Linked DNA regions of Gossypium hirsutum: region 1 is linked to region 2. A link is a contact called in public Hi-C data. All regions are on one chromosome and are shown on one strand. Each heading gives the region's core, a stretch centred on a gene start, on an enhancer-like site or on the middle of the called end of the contact. The rest is flanking DNA. Distances are from core to core; before and after follow the strand shown. Region 1 holds the start of LOC107957102 (cingulin-like protein 1). Region 2 holds the start of LOC107957100 (protein MAEA homolog).

Region 1 (3,429 bases), core at 736-3,235, 210 kb before region 2:
TTTTCCCCTGGTAAACTTGTTTATCTGTTGATGCCGGAAGAACTTTGTTGTTACCACTGCTAGAAGAGGAAGATTTGAAGAAAAACAGTTTCTTCATCTCTATATATATCATCAATTAGAACAGCTTATGAAAATGGAATGAGTCCCAATCCCTTTTATAACATAACAATCCTCAAAGAATGGACCTCAATAAACCTGTAAACAATTATATAAACCATAAAAGTGAGTTGTAAAAAGGGTAAATGGCATTAACACACAAAAAACATCATCAAGATCACTAGAAATACAACTGAAAAAATTCAGATATTTATATTGTTTTCGTGTTATCTTTTTCATGTCATAATCATATCTAAAATGTTATTATATATAACAACTTGTTATACATATATTGACATGTTCATGTAATCGTGTCGTGTGTTTTTTCATGGCATCTCATGTTTTAATTTCTTTTTTTTTTCTGGTATCACGTTCATGGTAATGGAATATCAAATAGAAGAAAAAAGAATGCATATGCAACATTGAGATGTCAATCATGAAAAAGAACATGATATAGAGAAATCATACACTGGTTATGTATTGACAATATTAAAATGCGAAAACCATAAAAGTAAAACTCAGATCTTATGATTCATTTAGTTGGCAGACTCTTCAGTTTTAATTAAGGATTAGGATTTAACTTCCGTGTTTTACTCGTATTAAAATATGAGAATGATATATTATCCTCTAAATACTGAATACATGAAAAACTATAAGAAAATTAATATATTCATTTCAAGATACACATTATCTGACATTTGCTTACATCCGAATCCAAATCAGCTGGGACAAAGCTATGAGAAACCTAAACGCCGAAACTAGGGTACCAAGATAAAAAAAAGAACCATTAGTAATTAAGATTTGGCAAAAGACAGAAAATAAAAAATAAAAGTTCAAAAGGAAAATAAGAACCTGAATACAGTACAATAACTTTAATTTATGCCTAATATTTATACCTACGAAAAGATCAGAAAAAATTCTAATGTCTCGGTATCAAACAGTATTTATATCCTACACCCACTTGAAGCTGGCTCACATCACATATACCTTTTTTTTTTAGGAAAATATAAATATAATTGTTTTAAAAAATAATTTCAGTTGCCTGCAAAATGATTTAAAGAAACAAAATTATGTATATGAAACAGATTGGCCAAGAGTAATGCTTAAGATTGAATCTAAATTCACCACCATTTTCGACTCCTTAGAAACCTTTTATTAACCAAAAAACAAAAAAAGACCTTTAAGAAGAATAAAGAAATAAAATAAAATTCATAAAATTCTGACAAAAAACAAGGATCCCAGGGTTGAGTGATCATCAAATAAAAAAAAATTAATACCATTATGAAGGAAAAACGAAAAACCTTAAGTAAATTATAAAAACTAAATAGAAAACAATAGAGTTGAAATCAATCTGTTAATGATTGCCTTAGCTTACCAAGAAAAAATCAGAAGAAAATATTTGAATTTTAGGAACAGAGTTGAGAAAACACTCGGTGAAAGCTTCCTTTTCCACTTCAACTTTCTCAGCAACCAAACACACCCAGTGAAAAATAGTCACACACACACACACAAAAAAAAAAAAACCTTCAAACGGTCAAAATTTTCTTTCCTGAAAAGCCCAAAGACTTAAATTAAAAATCAATATAGTAAATTCACGAAGTCGATACACTGAAAAGAAAATCTTTGCATTTAGTTACTTACCATTAAAGGAGAGAAACTGTATGTTGTTAAGAAAGTTTAAGTTTTCTCAAAATTCGAATTAGAAAATAATAATAATCCCTCGAAATTTAAGGTTCTTAAAACAGAAGTTATCAAAGATAAAGCAAAGAAAGTGAAAGCGCAGAAAGGCATGGAATCAACGACGTTACCGACCGGCATTAAAGATCGTTTGCGATTTTGGTTTTAACGGCAACGGAAGACGTTTGGCCGTTATGGTTTACAGAGGGAAAATTATGGTGAGGGGGAATTAATAAGAGCGAGCGGCAACCAATAGCAGAACGGAGAAAATATGAGAAAAGGTTCAGGGTATTTTCGTCTTTGAACTAACGCTTTTGCGTTGAGTATTATATACTAATTACTTTTTTTATACAATTGTCTAGATCTAGCATAGTTTCTTCCCGTACATTTAATAAGAGGATTATTTTTTTATCGATATGAATCGAATTAGAATTAAATTCATACTAATTATTAAATTAAATGTTTTTTTATGATGATATAATTCATAAAAATACAATTCACTATCATGATTTTGAATTTTTAGTATAATTTTCATTTCATTATTATAAATTGAATTTACTAAAATATATAACATTAAGATTTTTAAAAATTTGAATTTATTACTATGTCGTTAAATAAAATAGTAAAATATTTATTACTTTAATAAAATACGAGTTGATTGAAAATAATATTATTAGGAGAAATGATAAAAATATTGAATATATAAATTAAAATAAACATGATAAATATTAAAAATTGAATTTAATGTTAATTTAAATTAAATTACATTAAATTCAATTTGTGCAGCCGTAGGAGTTTTACTTTTTATTCTATTAACATGGTTATTATTACCGCAATTTAAAGGTTATAAATTCGAATGTTTTCTTCTAATGCTCTGATCGAATAAAATTGAATGCAAATTTGTCTAAGTGGCTATTTGAATATTAATTAAATTCTAATAAAAATATTTGTAGATAATAAAAATTAGTAGATAAAGATTAGGTTTTTTTTTTACCAAAAAACCAAACTAGTGGACATAATCTCCAAGCTTTTTTCTAAAAAAAAAAAGGTAGGTTAGGAAACTTTTTGACTTTTTCATTAAACATAATGATGCCAATTCCCTTAATTCATGCAACTTCTTTGGGATTACAAGAATCATTTTCTTTCTCAATGCAAAGATTACACAATAAAAGATAATATTTTATGAAATGCATAATAATTTATTTTGTACTTCAATTTTAATTTTTTTAATATTCATTTAATATTTATCTTTTTTAATTTTTTAATTTACATTATTTATCAAATTATTTTAAATTTAATAAAAAAATTAATGCTTGTTAACTTTTCTGACATATCATTTACATAATGTCATGTCAACAATCAATTAATTTTTAAAATAAAAAATATTTTATACTTTTTAATTTTAAAAAAATTAATTAATTGCTTATGTGGCATCCACGTGACAATCCATATGTATTTGATGTCAATAAAGCTAACTTTTACATCTATTTTGGAGGGTTTAATTTGGCAAACAACTACCTCATTAACTAATCAGCCTATTACTACAATGGACTGTCCTTAAATTAAATTTTTTTTTTCTATAACCACTCTTTTTTATCTCATTTGTTTGATCAATAATACAATGGAGCAAACAATGCATTGCTGACTTACTCAACA
Region 2 (3,585 bases), core at 204-2,703:
CTGAATAAAAACCAAAACTCAAAATTAACGACTCTAGGTGAAAATATTGATAAGGGAGATTGAGAGGAAATCTTATTGTGTAAGAATTCAATTGTCCCTATTTAGTTTAAGTTAGATCAAGAGATAAATCGAACTAAAATGTAAATTGGGTAAATTATAGATTGAGAGATATTAACTAATTCGATTAGAAAATTATTCTACTAAATTTCCTAATCTAAGAGTTAATTATGAACATGGAAATTAACCAGCTACCATTTTGTCTTGATTATCTCTTTTACAAATTTGGATATCTTTACAATTAGGTCCTTAGATATTAGTTTAGCCTCAAACATTCTATTTATTTTTTGTTGTACTATAGGTTGTTTAGTACTAACTATTTAGACTTTCTAGCTTGCATTCTTATTGACGTGAATTCAATTTTTTTATCGATCTCTTATGGATTCGATCATTGGGATACTCTATAAGGTGTTTCATTGTATTTTTTTATATAAATATTGCAAGTAGACTTGTTATACCAGCAATACACTGCACATGTTATATATCTTTATAATTTTCTCTGTTGAATACATGTACGCTGAAGCGCGATTTTGTCATAATTTTAAAGTTCAATAGTTTTTAATTAAATTCATATGATAAAGTTAAGGTGCAATAACAATGAATTTATTAAATTATTATACTTCTATGAAAATTTTGAGACTAAAAAATGTTAAAGAAATGAAATTGTAAAAGACAAAATTATATAATAATAACAATATTACATTTTATCAACCAAACATTTGGATCTTATATTCTAGCTAAATGAATCGAAGTAAATTAATTTTACATTCCACTCGTAACCTTGCATTTTTGTAACCTTATTACGAAACGTAATATTTTGTTGAAGGGGACCAAACTTACCATTGGTTGAAGGGATTAAGGCTTCTTGTTGGCACTCGATGACTAAGGTTCAAACTTTGTTGATTAATAACTTCCTCAATTTGTAATTAGACTAGTAGAAAAAAGGCACAATGACAAAATGAGCTCTTAATGTTTACAAATTTTATCTATTTGGCCCTTGTTCTTTTTTAAGCTAAATTTAACCTTCAATATTTTTAAAAATGGTTGAATTTAACTATCAATTTTTTTTAAAAGCTATCAGTCTTTTCGAAAGAGCTAAATTGTTGTTTTTTTAAGAGAAATGCTGACCAAAATATTAAAATTTTAAACATGGTAGCCTATAATGCAATCCGCGTGTACTTCATACAATTTTCTTAAATTTTTAAATTTTTTATTTTTAAATATTTTTATATTATTTGTTAATATGACATATAAGAGAAATAATAATGTGTCAACATCGTATACTTAAAAAATTAATGGTTTAGTTAATATTTTGATAAATTTAACTCAATAAAAAAATGAAAATTAAATTTACAAAAATTGTAAATGTTAACCGCTAATTTGTAATTATCCCATAGAAAATTTTTGGCAAAGCTCGGTCCACAATCAGATCCAGTTGCTCTATCGTAAAAGACGCTGTCGTTTCACCACATCACCGTAAGAAAGCTACTAATCATTCCTTTCTTCTCGTCTCCACTCTTCCTTGAACTCAAACCGGTTTCTTTCCCCTTCGAATGGAAATCGATCCACTTCCAAACGGTAGCGGTTCGAATGCCGCAACAAGCCCCGAAACCGCAGCAGCGACAACCGCAATTACCGTCGCATCGAACACGACGCCGTCCTCGAAATTGAGCCATCTGACGGAATCGTTAAAATTAGAGCACCAATTCTTGCGTGTTCCTTTTGAACATTTCAAGAAAACAATCCGAACCAATCACCGAACAGTCGAGAAAGAAGTCTCTGCCGTTATTTCAAGCGTCACTGACGTGGCTGACTCCGACGAAATATCCAAAGACGATGCCATTTTGAGTCTCACTTCCCTTGTTTCCCGTTTGCAAGGCATCAAGCGCAAGGTAAAAGAAGAGATTTTTTCTTTCTTTCTTTTTAAGTTAATTTAATGTGATCTGTATTGGAATTAGCAAAATTATGTTCCTTTTAACTTTTGGAGGTCTAAAAGGCAGAAAGTAGTTTTGGATATTTTGAGTGAAAAATGGCTATGTTTTTATATGATCTAAAATTAATGAATTTTTATGAAAATGAAGAGAATAATTAATTCGATGTAAAAGAGCTGGACTTGTATGAAAGTTGAAATTTTGACAATTTCACTTAAATTTGATAATATGAATTTGTAGAATTAAAGCAAGAATAAATCTAAAACTCGTCAATTTGTATGGAAAGTTGAAATATCGAATAAGTTGAAGAGTTTTGAATCTTATCTTACTGGATTAAGGGATAAATTATGTTTAATTGCAAAACTGTCTAACCTAAATTAAGTAATGGTCTGTAGAAACCCCTGCCAATATTGTTCACTTTTTTGCTTTACATACGCGCGCATACATATATCTGTTTATCAATCGGCATTTTACGTAATTCAATAATTTTTATTCAATTTAACAAGTATAACCTTTGCAGATTAGTTGGTCGCTGTATTTAGTAGTCACGGTAGATTTATTTTTCTTCTTATCTGAGCAACTGGATTGTATTTTGTGTTTTAGTAATTTATTATCCAAAGTACTGAGTAGCCCTTCTTAAGTCGTTAATGCATAGTGATCTACTAAAGTCTATATGTTCTTTATCATCCAGTTGGAAGAGGGGAGTCATGCAGAGAACTTGCAAGCTCATAGGTGTCGTGCTCGTCTTGATCACTTAGATTCAGCTGATGCTGAGAACCTTTCTGAATGGAATAATGTGCAATTGAAGCGGATCCTTGTGGACTATATGTCGCGTATGTCATACTATGACTCTGCAATGAAGCTGGCAGAAAGCAGCAACATACAGGTACTTTACATGCTTGCTTCATTTCATATAGACATGACAATGTTAGACCTGACATGAAGAAATAACAGTAACACAACATATACCATGTCTCCAAACCTATATATATATTATTAAGGTATCAAATTTATATAAATTAAATACCTTGAATGCGATAATAACATGGTGAAATGTATGCACGAATTCTCAATTCTAATTTCATAAGTTTTCTATGGAGTTAGCCACTAAAAGTATGCTCTGCCTTTTTTTATAATCAGAGAATAAGATAGGACTAACAAGCAGAATTACATTGAATCAGGATGGCATTGTATTTTCTTTATATTAATACATGTTTTAACCTTTTGAATTAGAATGTTTTGTCATTCAGCAGTTATCTAGCTTTGGCTGGACAGTTTTTTTTCCTTAAATGCTCATCACTGAAAACATTCTTGTCATCTTTGCCTGTATCTTCACAACATTTTCCAATTAATTCCTCGTATAACTGTGGAGGTCCAATAGAGGCTTTATGCTTGTTTTGGCATACATTTAGAAGTTACGGCTGTTCATAAGTTTCACATCACATGCAACCTCTCTAGAGAACTAGCTTGGTTTAACCAAGATTCTGCTGTTTTCTTTGAATTAAACATGTCTTTATATAAAATAAATAAAATTATCTTTTCCATCACCATTTGCCTACAAATATGCTTATACTTAATTGAATGTTTTTGTGCCAGG

The links. Hi-C and Micro-C count contacts between places; a contact is called where the count stands out from the background.
Region 1: a Hi-C map of leaf shows a contact between it and region 2, with 3 times the contacts expected there. The contact joins the promoter of LOC107957102 here to the promoter of LOC107957100 in region 2. A contact is called at or near these places in 9 of 34 Hi-C or Micro-C datasets (callus, fibers, hypocotyl and 1 more).

Annotation. Positions count from the first base shown.
Region 1 is chrA05:86,277,132-86,280,560 of Gossypium_hirsutum_v2.1, reverse strand. LOC107957102 (cingulin-like protein 1) reads right to left here and starts at 1,985. Exons shown (of 8, transcript XM_041112656.1): 1 at 1,738-1,985; 2 at 1,472-1,645; 3 at 803-854; 4 at 1-195. The coding sequence starts at 112.
Region 2 is chrA05:86,067,495-86,071,079 of Gossypium_hirsutum_v2.1, reverse strand. LOC107957100 (protein MAEA homolog) reads left to right here and starts at 1,453. Exons shown (of 7, transcript XM_016892522.2): 1 at 1,453-1,949; 2 at 2,680-2,874; 3 at 3,585. The coding sequence starts at 1,611.